Linked DNA regions of Pan troglodytes: all the other regions are linked to region 3. The links are chromatin contacts, called in public HiChIP or PLAC-seq maps. All regions are on one chromosome and are shown on one strand. Each heading gives the region's core, a stretch centred on a gene start, on an enhancer-like site or on the middle of the called end of the contact. The rest is flanking DNA. Distances are from core to core; before and after follow the strand shown. Region 1 holds the start of TLCD2 (TLC domain containing 2). Region 2 holds the start of RILP (Rab interacting lysosomal protein). Region 3 holds the start of DPH1 (diphthamide biosynthesis 1).

Region 1 (4,299 bases), core at 1,604-4,103, 330 kb after region 3:
CTGTGACTTCCCCCCATGCAAGGGTGGCCCAAGGCTTCCCCTGATATCCGAAGCAGGACGGCAGCCCCTTGGTGGGATTCTAACTGCTGCTACTCTGTTTCTTTCCTCACTTTGCTTTCCAAGGTGGTATGTGATCCCCAGCTCAGGCCTGTGCAGACAGGAAATTCTCCCCTGCAGCAAGTAGGGGAGGTGGGTTGTGGGATGTGACCTCCTTCCGGATATCAGGCAGTGAGTATAAACCTGCCACCTCCAGCCCTGATCCATTCTCACCTAGCGGCTACAGGAAGCTGTGTCTGTTCGATTTGGTGGGAGGAGATGTGCAGGGAGCTGTATCTTGTCCTCCGCTTGTGAAAAACTCAAGGATGTGGAGAAGAGTAGACCGTGGAACCCTGCTCTTCTGCAGCCAAGCTGAGGGGCAGGATGCGTGTGGGACAGTGGTAGAGAAGCAGGGGATAGACTCATAGGCTGCAACAAAGGTCACTCTGTCCCTGGACACTGCCTCCGTACTTTCTCCTTGCTTCACTGGCCACAGCATCTCCCTCCAGCCCTCGCTATGTGCCTCTGCCATCTTCACGCATCATGGAGCAGAGGTGAGGAGAGGCAGCCTGGGAATATGGAGACCAGTGAAGGACCAGGCCTGGAGAGCACAGGGTCCTACCTGGGCATCCAGCAGAGGAGCCCCTAAAGGCCAGGAGCACCCCAAGAGGAGGGAGGGCAGCCAGCCTCCATTGACGGCGAGCCTCCAGCCCTCTCCTACTTGGATCACCATTTCTCTCCAGGCTTTCTGCCTCCGAGATGTGGCACCATAGTGCGGTGCCCTGTGGCTTCACCGCCCTACTTCCACCTCCGCCCAGCCTGTAATGTTTATATAAGCAGCCTCAAGGACCAAGAACCATCTGCGAAAGGACACACACAGGAAATTCATAAAAGAAATCTGAATGGATAAAACCATGAAAAAAAGTATGCTTCATTAGTAATTAAAGAAAGGCAAATAGAGCTGGAAGCATTTTTCCCTTAGCAAACCATAACAGAAAAAAAAAGACCCGATATTAGCAAAGAGACTACTGAAAAAACATTCCCATACATTGCGTGTGGGAGTATACATCGGTGCAGGCTTCCTGGATGACAGTTGGGTGATATGTGTCATGTGGCCTAAAAGCCTCCATGTCATTTGACCTACGAATTCTATCTTTGGGAATTTATCCTAAGAAAATACTTAAGGATTTAGTTAGTGATAAGATGTTCATCCCAGCATTGCAATGGAGAAAAATGGGAAGCAATGGTTTGGTTGGGAATTTATTCCTTTTCTGCTGTAACGAAAGTTTGCAATAGGGGATTGCTTAAGTAAATTATTGTATCTCCATCCAGATGGTGGAGTACCGCGCAGACATTAAAAGTCATGTAAAAGAACATCTGACTGAAAGAAAAGTGCTCCTTGAATATTATAAGGTTGTAAAAATAGTGCATGTTATGTGATTTCAATTTTGTTTTTTAAAATATGGGTGTATACTTGTATACGTAGAGCAGATAAAAAAGACGGAAGGCATACTAAAAAATGTTGAGTGGTTATCTTTGTATGGTGGAACAAAGTCACTGTAATTTTCATCTTTGGTTTTTCTGTAATTTCCAAATTTTCTACATTTTGTATTTCATATAATAAATATAATTTAAGAGATCAGTGTTATTATTTAAACCTTTGGAGAGGTGGGAGTAGAAGAATGAAGGGAAGACCTCAGCTTTTTTGGTGAGAAGGTTTGGTTGGGGCACCTCTTGGTTTATGAACTTAATTCTTTGAAGTAGCTGGAATCCTCCCTCTCAGCCTGCAGGAAACAGCTCTGACTTGCTGACTGTCTGCCAGCTGAAGAGGTGGAGTGGAGTAAGGTGGAAGGAAAGCAGTGCAACCTGGGGCTCTTCAGGTGGTGAGGGGCTGGGGGAGGCTCTTCCTCTTAAGGCTGGAGGGTTCCGGAATCCTAACCCCCCTGCTACTGAGAGCAGGACAGGTCTGTTTTTCTCTTCTGACTCTGTCCCAGCCTTGAAGGGACCCTGTGTTACCTTTCCTTGCCCTCGGATTGAAGATATTCTACCCACCCAACGGGTACCAAGCCCTTGGGGAAGGAAGTGCTTTTCAAGACTGGGGGCCAGCGATTCCCTTTTGCGTCCTCTTCCTAATGAGGCTCCTCCGTAGGGCCGAAAACAATGCTGGGGGTCGGGCCGGGGCCCAGTGGGTCGCTTCTCCAACATGGGGGCTCCTGGGGGTTGTGGGGGAGGGGGAGCAGAACTGCTGGAATTACAGGTTTGCCGGGATATGGTAAAGGCGTGGAAACCTCAGGAGGCAGAAGGGGTGACTCCAAGAAAGTGGGGCACCCCGTCCCCACCACGGACGCGGGGAGGGAAGTGGGGGCGGCGGCCAGGCTCGGGCAGGTACGAGTGGGCTGCGCTAGCCTCTGCCTTGCAGGGTGTGGCGGTGGGTGGTGATGACGCTCAGCAGGTGAAAGTCGCGGGAGCCGGGAAGAGGAGGTCAAGGTTCGTGGGTGGGGCCCGGGAGTGTCAGGTGAGGTTAGACTGGAGACCCAGGTCTGCAACTCCAGCGCTTCAGGACGCTTGGAGCTGGGGAGGACCCCTATTGGCGAACATCCCGGAGGCCCCCCGAGCTCCAGGGCATGGTCTACTGCCCGGAGCCCCCGAACCGCTCCCCCGGCTGGAGCAAGACGCAATCGGTGGCCAAGGCTCCGGGGGCGGCGGCCCCGCGGCTGCTCCAATCACCGCACAGGCGAGGGACTGGGCGTGGACGAACGGGGAAAAGTTCCTGCTGATCCCGAAGGCGCGGCGGGGAGGGGAGCCGGGGCCCCAGCCCTGCCGGGAAGCGGGTTCCCAGTCCCGGCCGAGAGCGCGGGCGCCGAGGGGACCGACCCGGACCCCCCGCACCCCCCCAACCGCCAGGCCATGGCTCCCACGGGGCTCCTGGTGGCCGGCGCCTCCTTCCTCGCGTTCCGGGGGCTGCACTGGGGGCTGCGGCGGCTCGGGACCGCTGACAGTGGTGGAACCTCTGCGTCTCCCTGGCGCACAGCCTGCTCTCGGGGACCGGGGCGCTGCTCGGGTGCGGGCTTGGGGGCTCGAGGCGCACGGGGCGAGGGCGAGGGGTGGGAGGCTGAGGCCGGGAGACCCGCCGGGCGTCTCCAGAGCTGAGACTGGGGTGGGGGTGCGCACAGGGAGACTGCGGCCGGGGCCTCGAGAGGCTGACCATGCCCCCCCCCCATGTCCCCACCCCATGCCCCCAGCCTGTCACTGTACCCTCAGATGGCCGCCGACCCCATCCATGGCCACCCGCGCTGGGCTCTGGTGCTGGTGGCTGTGTCTGTGGGTGAGTCTGCAGGGAAGGCTGGGCCGGTGGTGGGGATGGGGCGGGGGGCAGCTTCTGCTGTCCTTCGAGGTCCATTCCCCGCCCCCATGGGGGTTAAACGTTCCTGAAGGCTTTACCGAGGGAAAACGAAGAACTGGGAGAGGGGCGGGGCGGGGGGGCTGGAAATCCTCTCTAAGCTGCCCGGGCTCTGGAGCAGCCTAACCCCTACCCCCATGCCCACAGGTTACTTCCTGGCAGACGGAGCTGACCTGCTGTGGAACCAGACCTTGGGCAAGACCTGGGATCTTCTCTGTCATCATTTGGTGGTGAGACTCTGAGGGGAGAAGCCAGACAGGAAGGGAGGAGGGGAGCCCTGTTCAGCCCGAGGTTCCCAGTCTCTCCTCATTCTTTTTTTTTTTTTTTTTTTTGAGACGGAGTCTCACTCTGTCACCCAGGCTGGAGTCCAGTGGTTCGGCCTCTGTTCACTGCAACCTTCGCCTCCTGGGTTCAAGCAATTCTCCTGCCTCAGCCTCCCACGTAGCTGGGATTACAGGCACCTGCCACCATGCCCAAGTAATTTTTTGTATTTTTAGTAAAAACGGGGTTTCTCCATGTTGGCCAGGCTGGTCTCGAACTTCTGACCTCAGGTGATCCGCTCACTTCAGCCTTCCAAAGTGCTGGGATTACAAGCATGAGCCACCGCCCCTGGCCCTCTCTTCATTTTTCTGTCCTATAATTTCCCACAGTTTCTGCCCCCAGCTGGTGCTTGGCTCCCAGTCTTAGGCTGAGTTAGGGGGAGGAGGCGGCTGCTGGCCACAGCTGGGGAGTCCAGATACCCACCAGGCCAGGGCACCTACCATGCCAGGGCACCCACCATACAAGGGCACCCACCATGCCAGGGCACCCACCATACAAGGGCACCCACCATGCCAGGGCACCCACCATGTGAGCCTAAGGAG
Region 2 (4,965 bases), core at 2,426-4,925, 390 kb after region 3:
AAGTGAGTAAGTGGACTCAGCTAGGCCACAGTGTGTGCCCAACACATTTTGTGCCTAAAACTCAGACCTGAGATTGTCTGGAACTTGAGATGCTGGTTTCAAGATTCATGGATGAGTAATTATACAAGGATAGCCAAAACAACGAGGTGGGTTTTGGCCCCATGAGATAGCAAAAGCTGTGGCAGCTGAGAGAAGGTAGTAATTGTAGTATTGGCCTGATAGTATTTGGAAGAGAACAGATATGGTCAGAAACAAATTCCTGACCAGGTGTGCGTGCTGGCTCATGCCTGTAATCCCAACACTCGGCTGGGCGCAGTGGCTAATGCCTATAGTCCCAGCACTTTGGGAGGCCGAGGTGGGTGGATCACCTGAGGTCAGGGGTTTGAGACCAGCCTGACCAATATGGTGAAACCCTGTCTCTACTAAAAATACAAAAAATTAGCCAGGCATGGTGGCATGCGCCCGTAGTTGCAGCTACTAGGGAGGTTGAGACAGGAGAATTGCTTGAACCCGGGAGGTGAGGTGGAGCTTGCAGTGAGCCAAGATTGCGTCACTGCACTCCAGCCTGGGCAACAGAGCAAGACCCCGTCTAAAAAAACAAAACAAAAAAAAAACATGGCTGTAGTCCCAGCTACTCAGGAGGCTGAGGTTGCTTGAACGCAAGCAGTGAGCTTTGATGACCCCACTGCACTCCAGGCTGGGCACAGTGGCTCATGACTGTAATCCCAGCACTGTGGGAGGCCGAGGTGGGCAGATCTTTTGAGCCCAGGAGTTCGAGACCAGCCTGGGCAACATGATGAAATGGTGTCTCTACAAAAAAAAAAAAACAAAACTAGCCAGGCATGGTGGCACACACCTGTAATCTCAGCTACTCAGGAGGCTGAGGTGGGAGGATCACCTGATCCTGGAGGATGGTGAGTGTAGTGAGCTGAGATCATGTCACTGCCTGCTAGCCTGGGTAACAGAGTGATACCCTGCTTCAAAAAAGAGAAAAGATGCATAACTTTACTAGTGTATCAGGGATATTATAGTTTATAAAACATCATTTTGGGCCAAGGTGGGTGGATCACTTGAGGTCAGGAGTTCAAGACCAGCTTGGCCAACGTGGTGAAACCCCGTCTCTCTTAAATATATGAAAATTAGCGGGGCGTGGTGGCATGTGCCTGTAGTCCCAGCTACTCAGGAAGCTGAGGCAGGAGAATTGCTTGAACCCAGGAGGCGGAGGTTGCAGCGAGCTGAGATCACACCACTGCACTCCAGCCTTGCCGAAAGAGTGAGACTCCATCTCAAACCCACTATTTAGTGGCTGTCAGGTTGGCAAATTTGAAAAGATTGTTAATATCCTGTGTGGGTGAGTTTATAGTAAACAGATCCTCTTTCTTTGTTGGTGATAATGTAAAACTTAAAATAGCACCAAGTGCTGGTTTTCCAGATGTTTTCAGCTTGTGAAAATACACTGAGCTGCATGTGTGCTCATTTGCTTGTGAATACTATGCTTAATAATCAGCTGGGGAGCTTGTGAGCAGTGCAGATTCCTGGACCCCACTCAGGAGATTCTGATGTGGTAAGTCCGAGATGAGGTCCATGTCTAACATTTTGAACAAGCACCCCAGCTGATTCTGATACAGGGGGTTCTGATCACGTTTTAAGAAACTCTGTCCTCGTTCTTGGGGGAAGGAAGGAAACAGAGGGCTGGCAGCTCCAACTCTGACCTGGTACTAAGAAGAGTTTTGGTTCCTGACCCCTTTGTCTCCAGATTGCAGGATACCTATATGGGGTGAGCCCACCAGATAACCCCCAGGTGAAGGAGATCCGCTGCATCGTGATGGTGCCGCAGTGGGGCACTCACCAGACCGTGCACCTGCCTGGCCAGCTGCCCCAGCATGAGTACCTCAAGGTATTGGGGAGTGATGGAGCCTGGGAGTGTGGAAAAGCTGGTGCGATTCCTGTCTGTGGATGGGATTCAGCTTTGTACTCCTCTTTACCTATAGGAGATGGAACCCTTAGGTTGGATCCACACTCAGCCCAATGAGTCCCCGCAGTTATCACCCCAGGATGTCACCACCCACGCCAAGATCATGGCTGACAACCCATCTTGGGATGGCGAGAAGACCATTATCATCACATGCAGGTGGGCCTGGGCTCCTTGGGAGGAAATATGGTGGGGCAGGGATTGCAGGCCAGGGCCCAGAACAGTGGCCTGAGCTGTTACTCTGTCCTCGTTCCTCCCCCAGCTTCACACCAGGCTCCTGTACACTGACGGCCTACAAGCTGACCCCCAGTGGCTACGAATGGGGCCGCCAGAACACAGACAAGGGCAACAACCCCAAGGGCTACCTGCCTTCACACTATGAGAGGGTGCAGATGCTGCTGTCGGACCGTTTCCTTGGCTTCTTCATGGTCCCTGCCCAGTCCTCGTGGAACTACAACTTCATGGGTAAGTGGGAGGAGCCTGGGGATGTGGGGATAGCAGTAGGGATAAGGTGAGGCCATCGCCCTTTGCACTTGGGGCCTGGCTGGCTTGGAGGTGGCGCAGGCTGCATGAGGCAGGAGCCTTGTTAACATTGGCTGTTTCCTTCTCCCCGAAGGTGTTCGGCATGACCCCAACATGAAATATGAGCTACAGCTGGCGAACCCCAAAGAGTTCTACCACGAGGTGCACAGGCCCTCCCACTTCCTCAACTTTGCTCTCCTGCAGGAGGGGGAGGTTTACTCTGCGGATCGGGAGGACCTGTATGCCTGACTGTTTCCCTGCCTCCTGCTTCAGCCTCCCGAGGCCGGAGCCTCAGCCCCTCCAGACAGGCCGCTGACATTCAGCAGTTTGGCCTCTTTCCCTCTGTCTGTGCTTGTGTTGTTGACCTCCTGATGGCTTGTCATCCTGAATAAAATATAATAATAAATTTTGTATAAATAGGAGTTCAGGGGCTGGTTTGTTTTTTTTTTTCCCCCCGAACTCAAATTCTGGATTTAGGTCTAACAGGAGGCCGGACTGGAGCGGTTCACAGCAAGATGCTGGGCTCGGCTGTGAAGGGGGAGTGTGAGGCCCCCTTCCTATTCAGGGCTTTGGGGTAAATAGCCCCTGGACTCTGGAGACCTGAGGCGGGGCTGGGCTTTCACACTCCGCTGCCTTGACCACATTTGCTGCTTTCTCCACAAAACTACTTGGAAGCTCTCGCCTCCTTTCCACAGTTTTGGGAGCAGTTGCCCTTTCCCGGGTCTAGGAACTCTGTGGCTTGTGCTGAGCGGCTGCGGTGTCCAGCCCAGCCCTTTAAGCTTTCTGTGTCAGTCCTGGTCAGGAAAACAAGCACACAGGCAGGCAGTTTGTGTACAGCCGGGCGGAGGCCAGAGACCGGCTGCCTACCTGTCACCTCTCGCCTGGAGCCGGCCACTGCCAAGTTGGCCCCATGACTCCAAACGGGCGGAGCCTGGATTGGGCCTGTGGGGAGGGCTCCACTCAAGTGACCACTTGCAGCCCTGAGCCTCAGCTCTTGGACGCCTGGCTGGAAGTTGGCTGTCTTGTTTCCTGTGACCTTGGGGGTGGAAAGGACAGGGCCCAGGCGACCTAGGGCACTATCTCCCTACCCCACGCCTTCTCCCTTCCTCGTTCCTCCCTACCCTTATCGCTTCTACCCCGCCCACACCGCCCTAAACGGCTTCCTGGGGCGGAACTGTTTCGCTTTTCCCCGTCCCAGTGGAGGCGGGGGGGGGGGGGGGGGGTTGCAGCCCTAAGCCTCTGGGAGACATGGAGCCCAGGAGGGCGGCGCCTGGGGCGCCTGGCTGGGGGTCTCGGGAGGCCGCGGGGTCGGCATCGGCCGCGGAGCTTGTGTACCATCTAGCCGGGGCCCTGGGCACTGAGCTGCAGGATCTGGCGCGCCGTTTCGGGCCGGAGGCGGCGGCCGGGCTGGTGCCGCTAGTGGTGCGGGCGCTGGAGCTCTTGGAACAGGCTGCCGTGGGGCCCGCCCCGGACTCGGTGAGTCATGGCCCTCCCTTCGCCACCCACGGGGCCGGCAGGGCCGAAGCCTGAGACCGGGGTCTCCCCAGCTGCAGGTGTCGGCGCAGCAGGCGGAGCAGGAGCTGCGGCGGCTGCGGGAGGAGAACGAGCGCCTCCGCAGGGAGCTGCGCGCGGGGCCACAGGGTAAGCGCAGCCCCGGCCAGGGCAGGGCGGGTGGCGACCTGCTCGGGTCCTCCCCTCCCTCCCGCGGGCCGCGCGCCGCCGCCGCTAAGAACGCCCCTTCCTCAGAGGAGCGCGCGCTGCTGCGGCAGCTCAAGGAGGTCACGGACCGACAGCGGGACGAACTCCGGGCGCACAACCGCGACCTGCGGCAGCGCGGCCAGGAGACCGAGGCGGTGAGGGCGGGGCGCGGGCGGGGCGGGGCGGGGCGGGGGCGGAGCGAGGCGGGCGCGGGGCGGGGCTCCGGGGGCCCTCGGTGCCCCGCCCACCCCACCCTTTGCTCCGCTCCCAGTTGCAGGAGCAGCTGCAGCGCCTCCTGCTGGTGAACGCTGAGCTGCGGCACAAGCTGGCGGCCGTGCAGACCCAGCTGCGCGCCGCGCAGGACCGCGAGAGGGAGCGCCAGCAGCCTGGCGAAGCCGCGACTCCGCAGGCTAAAGAGCGAGCGCGGGGGCAGGCCGGGCGGCCCGGGCACCAGCACGGACAGGAGCCCGAATGGGCGACCGCCGGCGCAGGCGCCCCAGGGAACCCTGAGGACCCGGTGAGTGCCGTATGAGGGCAAGGACCCAGCCCAGGACTCAGCGTCCAGCCCTCGGTGGGCACTCAAGCAAGGTTTGCATGCTGCACAGCAGGTCGGCCAGGAAGCGGGGAGGTGGCAGACAGATCTGCGCCCCCGGCCGGCCTCGGCCCCCGCTCTCACCTGGAGCACTGCTCTGTTATCTGTCAGGGCACCCTTGTCCCCCAAGTCTCCCGGCCCGTCACTTCCTCTAGCATTCCCATGATGGCCCTGGGGCGGG
Region 3 (4,377 bases), core at 422-2,921:
TAAAAAATAATAAGCTGAATAAACAATTCATCTTATTATTTTTTAAGGCAGGGTCTCACTCCATCACCCAGGCTGGAGTGCAGGGGCGCAATCATGGTCCACTGCGGCCTCGACCTCCTGGGCTCAAACGATAATCCTCCCACCTCAGCCTCCCCAGTAGCTAGGACCACAGGCATGTGCCAAGACGCAGGGCTAATTTTTTTTTTTTTTTTTTTTTTTTTGAGACAGAGTCTCACTCTGTCTGTTGGCCAGGCTGGAGTGCAGTGGTGCAATCTCGGCTCACTGCAACCTCAGCCTCTCGGACTCAAGCAATTCTCCTGCCTCAGCCTCCCGAGTAGCTGGGATTACAGGCGTGTGCTACCACACTCGGCTAATTTTTGTATTTTTAGTAGAGACAGGGTTTCACCATGTTGGCCAGGCTGGTCTCAAACTCCTAACCTCAGGTAATCCGCCCGCCTCAGCCTCCCAGAGTGCTGGGATTACAGGTGTAAGCCACCGTGCCCGGCCACGCACGGCTATTTTTTATTTTTTTGTGCATACAGGGTCCCCCTATGTTGCCCAGACTGGTGTGGAATTCCTGGGCTCACACAATCCTCCTTAGCCTCCCAAAGTGCTCAGACTAAAGGTGTAAGCCACTATGCCCTGCCCCGACAATTAAGCTTAGTTCAACCCCGTTATCTCTTCAGGAGCCACAGAGTCTGAGGATATGAAAAGGCAAGAAATTAACTTATTCAACGAGTATGTATTGAGACTGTGCTATGTGCCACAACTTCTGCTAGGGCCCCACACTATGATAGGAGGGACCCGCCCAGACATGAGGCTTCACCCACTGTGTGGGCGGCGGTGGGGATGGTCCAGCGGAGGCTGGGGCCCTGAGATCAGATTTGAACGTTACCACTGCTATGGTTTTTGGGCAGTTGTTTCAAAAGCCTTGGACAATCAGCCTAGGCTTCCTAGGCCCATTACAGATCCTCCTCTGACAGGTCCCTAGTGGTCGCTGGGGTGTAAGGAACTGCTAACGTTAGCCCTTCAATGTGTCCCAGGGACCAGTAGGCACCTCCTCCTTTATCACGTGGCTATGATATGTTTACATTAACATTCCCCCAGTAGACTGAGATCTCTGATTCTAGTACCTGCACCCAGCGCAGGCCTGGCATTCGGTGGGCGCTCAGTTAATGCCTGGCGAATGAAACCTTTTGCCTCTTTCCTGAAAGCATTCCCTGAGGGCGCACTCGTAAAATGCCCGCTGCATCTGGCCTGGCCCTTTCCCTCCCCGTCGAGTCCATTTTATCCGTCTGCCCGCCAAGACAAGGCTGTAGTTTCCGATTGGAGGATTAAGGGCTGCTCTCGGTCGTGCCCTAAAGCTGCAAAAGACTGGTACCCCTGGGCTCCGGCTGACAGCGACCCCGAGCTGGTGAGGGCGGCCCAAGGCGACTAACAGCGGGATCTAGCGGAGAAAGGCGCCGCCGCCGTTAAAGGGGGTTGGTCCTGTCCCTAACTTGGGGGCCCCGCCCCGAGATGCGAGGTCTGGAGGGCGCAGCGTTCCAGCACCCACCTCTGCCAGGGCCGTTTCGGCCGCCCTGCTCCGCTGCCCCGGATACAACCAGCGCCGCCATCACCTGCCTGCGCATGTGGTACTAAAAAGACAGCGCTGGAAGAACGCGGAGAGCGCAGACATTGCGATCGATCGCCGATCGGTCAGCGGGGGCGGGGGATACCCGCTGGGCGGGGCCATAAAGGAGGAGATAGGGGCGGGGCTGTAGTGGGCTCCACCCCAGCCCAGAATGCCGGGACTCAGGATTCCCTAGAGGTCCCCGACTATGGCAGTTGCCCTTGCCCTGCGACTTAGTCTCCCGCTCCTCTCCCCGGCCGGGCACGATCCTGGCGCTCCCGGACCGGTGCTCTCCTATGTGCGAACTCCCTGCACGAACTCTGCAGGCCGAGTCTTGTGAAGGGGACACCCACCAGATGTTCCTTGAGCCCCCCCTGCCAGTCTCCCCTCCTGGTAAGCAGTGGTCGGTCACCCGGCCGCCGTGTGGGGCCACGTTCCCTACTAGGGGGACTCCACTGTCCGGCAGGACAGAACTCAGGGACCACCAGCCCAGCTCCAAGTTGAGAGTCTTGGTGCAGGTTTCTGGATCGCCCTTATCAGCTTTTTAAATTATTTTTTTTGAGACAGGGTCTTGGTCTGTCGCCCAGGCTGGAGTGCAGTGGTGCGATCATGGTTCACAGCAGTCTCAACCTTCTGGGCTCAAGTCATCTTCCTGCCTCAGCCCCCTGAGTACCCGGGACCACAGGCGTACATTCAGCTAATTTTTTTTTTAGTAGAGATAAGGTTTCACTATTTTGCTCAAGCTGGTCTTGAACCTCTGGACTCAAGCAATCCTCCCACTTTGGCCTCCCAAAGTGCTGGGATTACAGGCGCGAGCCACTGCACCCAGCCTTTATCACCTTTAGAATCCACTGCGTAGACCCTGTAGAAACTGCCCCTCTGGGGAAGGCCCACAGCCTGAGGGTACTTTCCTGGGAAGGTGGGCAGTGGAGGACTGTGATGTCTAACCCTTCTGGACCCTGGCCAACCTTTGCCCTGCCCCTCAGGGCTGGTCTTTCTCCTGATCACTGGCCAGAGCCCCAGAGACCCCAAAGAGAAGACAGCCAGTGAGATGGCTTTGACCTTTGGAAGAGCAAAGTACCTGCAGGACTGGCCCTCAGCAGTCTGTCCCGGGGAACAATGGTCTTCCAGGGCTGACGGTCTACCCAGCCCCCTGGCATCCTCCTCCTCTCTCTGCGGTGGTGCTGTGAGCACAGCTGGCCCTTTAAGTCAGCTCTGTGGCCTCGGGCTCCCCCAGAGGCCCTCCCTGCTTGGAAACCCCTAATTAAGGTGCAGGGAGAAGTAAAAACAAGCAGCCAGAGACAGGCCCTGCCTGGGAGGCTGCCCAGAGAGGAGGAATGGCTGGACAGGCAGGGAGTGAGCAGCTGAGGGACCATCACCAAGGGTCAGTGCTGTGCCCCCCAGGCCACCGGCACTCTTAGGACAGGTAGCTCTAGACAGAAAAGTGACCAATGTGGGTCCCAGGAACACTCCCCTCAACTCGATAAGCGTCCGGACTAGACCTTCCCATCTCCCCCCAGCTTCTCTGGATCCCCAGGGTGCAAGATCTGAATTCCAGGAGCTCAGCCCCTCCTCTCTCAGGACACCGCTGCCCAGCCTGTGGACAGCCTTAGCTGTGACTGCAGCATGGAGTTTCAAGGGGAAAGGACTGGCTCCAATTGAGCAATGGCTTCTCCCTAGCAGGCGCCATATCCCTTGGGACCTTTCCCTCATCAGAGGTGGGGCCTGTTTGATGGCGAAGGTCCCATCCCTCTTGTAACATTGCCCCGCACCCGCTGTGCCTAATGAGCTGCTCTGGCCCCCATTAGGAAGCCGGATGATGCCTAGGAGAACTGGACATGAAGAACAGATGTGAGAATGCTTCCCCAAGACCCCGTGGTGCAGGACATTGGGGGCTGCCATTCAGCTTGGGCTGAGGGCACCTCCATCTGTCTGTGGGGGTCTCCCTGCCTGAGTTACTCAGCAGTCTGAGTAATTACTGCCTGACAAGAAGGCGGGCACAGTGCACCCCCACAGTACACCACAACACCCGCCTTCACTCGCCCCCACTCCCTGGCTGGACTCCAAGGCAGCACCCAACCCTCCTGAGGCCTGAAATAACTCTGCTTCTCACACTCACGCCCAGCCCCAGCCAACTTTTCCTAAGACGCTAGAGTTTGTGGGCTAGGGGGTCATGGGGAGGCGGCTTGGAGAGGTGGAAGGAGGATTATCCCACATTCAGGCCCTGAGTCAGGCCCACACTTTATCGCTGATCTGTGATGTGACGTTGAGCAAGTTGTTCATCCTCTCTGGGCCTCGGTGTACTTACAGAGGACCTCTCAGGCTCCCAGTGTCAGGGCTAAGGCAGGCAGTGGGGTGAGCACTGCCTTGTAGCTGGTGGCTAAGAGAAGGAATACCTCACCTTCTGTTCTACGCCAAGAGGGACCAATCTTTTTTTGTTCGTGTTTAACTGCTCCTGTGGCCATGGGCAGTGTGCCCAGAGTAGCAGCCATCAATCTTTTTTTATCTTTAAACATTTTTTTGAAACAGAGATGGAGTCTCACACTGTTGCCCAGGCTGGTCTCAAACTCCTGGCCTCAAGCAATCCTCCCACCCCAGCCTTCCAAAGTGGTGAGATTATAGGTGTGAGCCCATGGTCCTCAGGAAGGACCAATCTTATCTATCTTCAGAACAAGGTTACTTCTCACCTTCAAGCATCTACGTGGAATGCCCTTCCCCCTTCTTAGTGTGGTGAACTCAGCCTTCAAGACCTAACTCCAAGGGCA

What was found. HiChIP or PLAC-seq counts read pairs in DNA pulled down with a chosen protein or histone mark.
Region 1: an H3K4me3 HiChIP or PLAC-seq map of stem cell-derived excitatory neurons shows a contact between it and region 3, with 7 times the contacts expected there. The contact joins the promoter of TLCD2 here to the promoter of DPH1 in region 3. A contact is called at or near these places in 1 of 7 Hi-C or Micro-C datasets (stem cell-derived neural progenitor cells) and 1 of 1 datasets of contacts at active chromatin or transcription factors (stem cell-derived excitatory neurons).
Region 2: an H3K4me3 HiChIP or PLAC-seq map of stem cell-derived excitatory neurons shows a contact between it and region 3, with 5 times the contacts expected there. The contact joins the promoter of RILP here to the promoter of DPH1 in region 3. A contact is called at or near these places in 1 of 1 datasets of contacts at active chromatin or transcription factors (stem cell-derived excitatory neurons) and 1 of 1 other capture datasets (stem cell-derived neural stem cells).

What each region holds. Positions count from the first base shown.
Region 1 is chr19:12,192,208-12,196,506 of NHGRI_mPanTro3-v2.0_pri, reverse strand. TLCD2 (TLC domain containing 2) reads left to right here and starts at 2,853. Exons shown (of 3, transcript XM_054669934.2): 1 at 2,853-3,097; 2 at 3,584-3,666. The coding sequence starts at 2,944. LOC129137515 (a long non-coding RNA gene) reads left to right here. Exons shown (of 5, transcript XR_010152744.1): 5 at 124-1,673.
Region 2 is chr19:12,132,416-12,137,380 of NHGRI_mPanTro3-v2.0_pri, reverse strand. It overlaps RILP (Rab interacting lysosomal protein), which reads left to right and starts at 3,675. Exons shown (of 8, transcript XM_016931144.4): 1 at 3,675-3,970; 2 at 4,042-4,135; 3 at 4,241-4,347; 4 at 4,464-4,709. The coding sequence starts at 3,743. PRPF8 (pre-mRNA processing factor 8) reads left to right here. Exons shown (of 43, transcript XM_016931138.4): 39 at 1-2; 40 at 1,757-1,897; 41 at 1,992-2,131; 42 at 2,235-2,437; 43 at 2,589-2,916. The coding sequence ends at 2,743.
Region 3 is chr19:12,518,445-12,522,821 of NHGRI_mPanTro3-v2.0_pri, reverse strand. It overlaps DPH1 (diphthamide biosynthesis 1), which reads right to left and starts at 1,671. Exons shown (of 13, transcript XM_063798174.1): 1 at 1,556-1,671. The coding sequence starts at 1,631.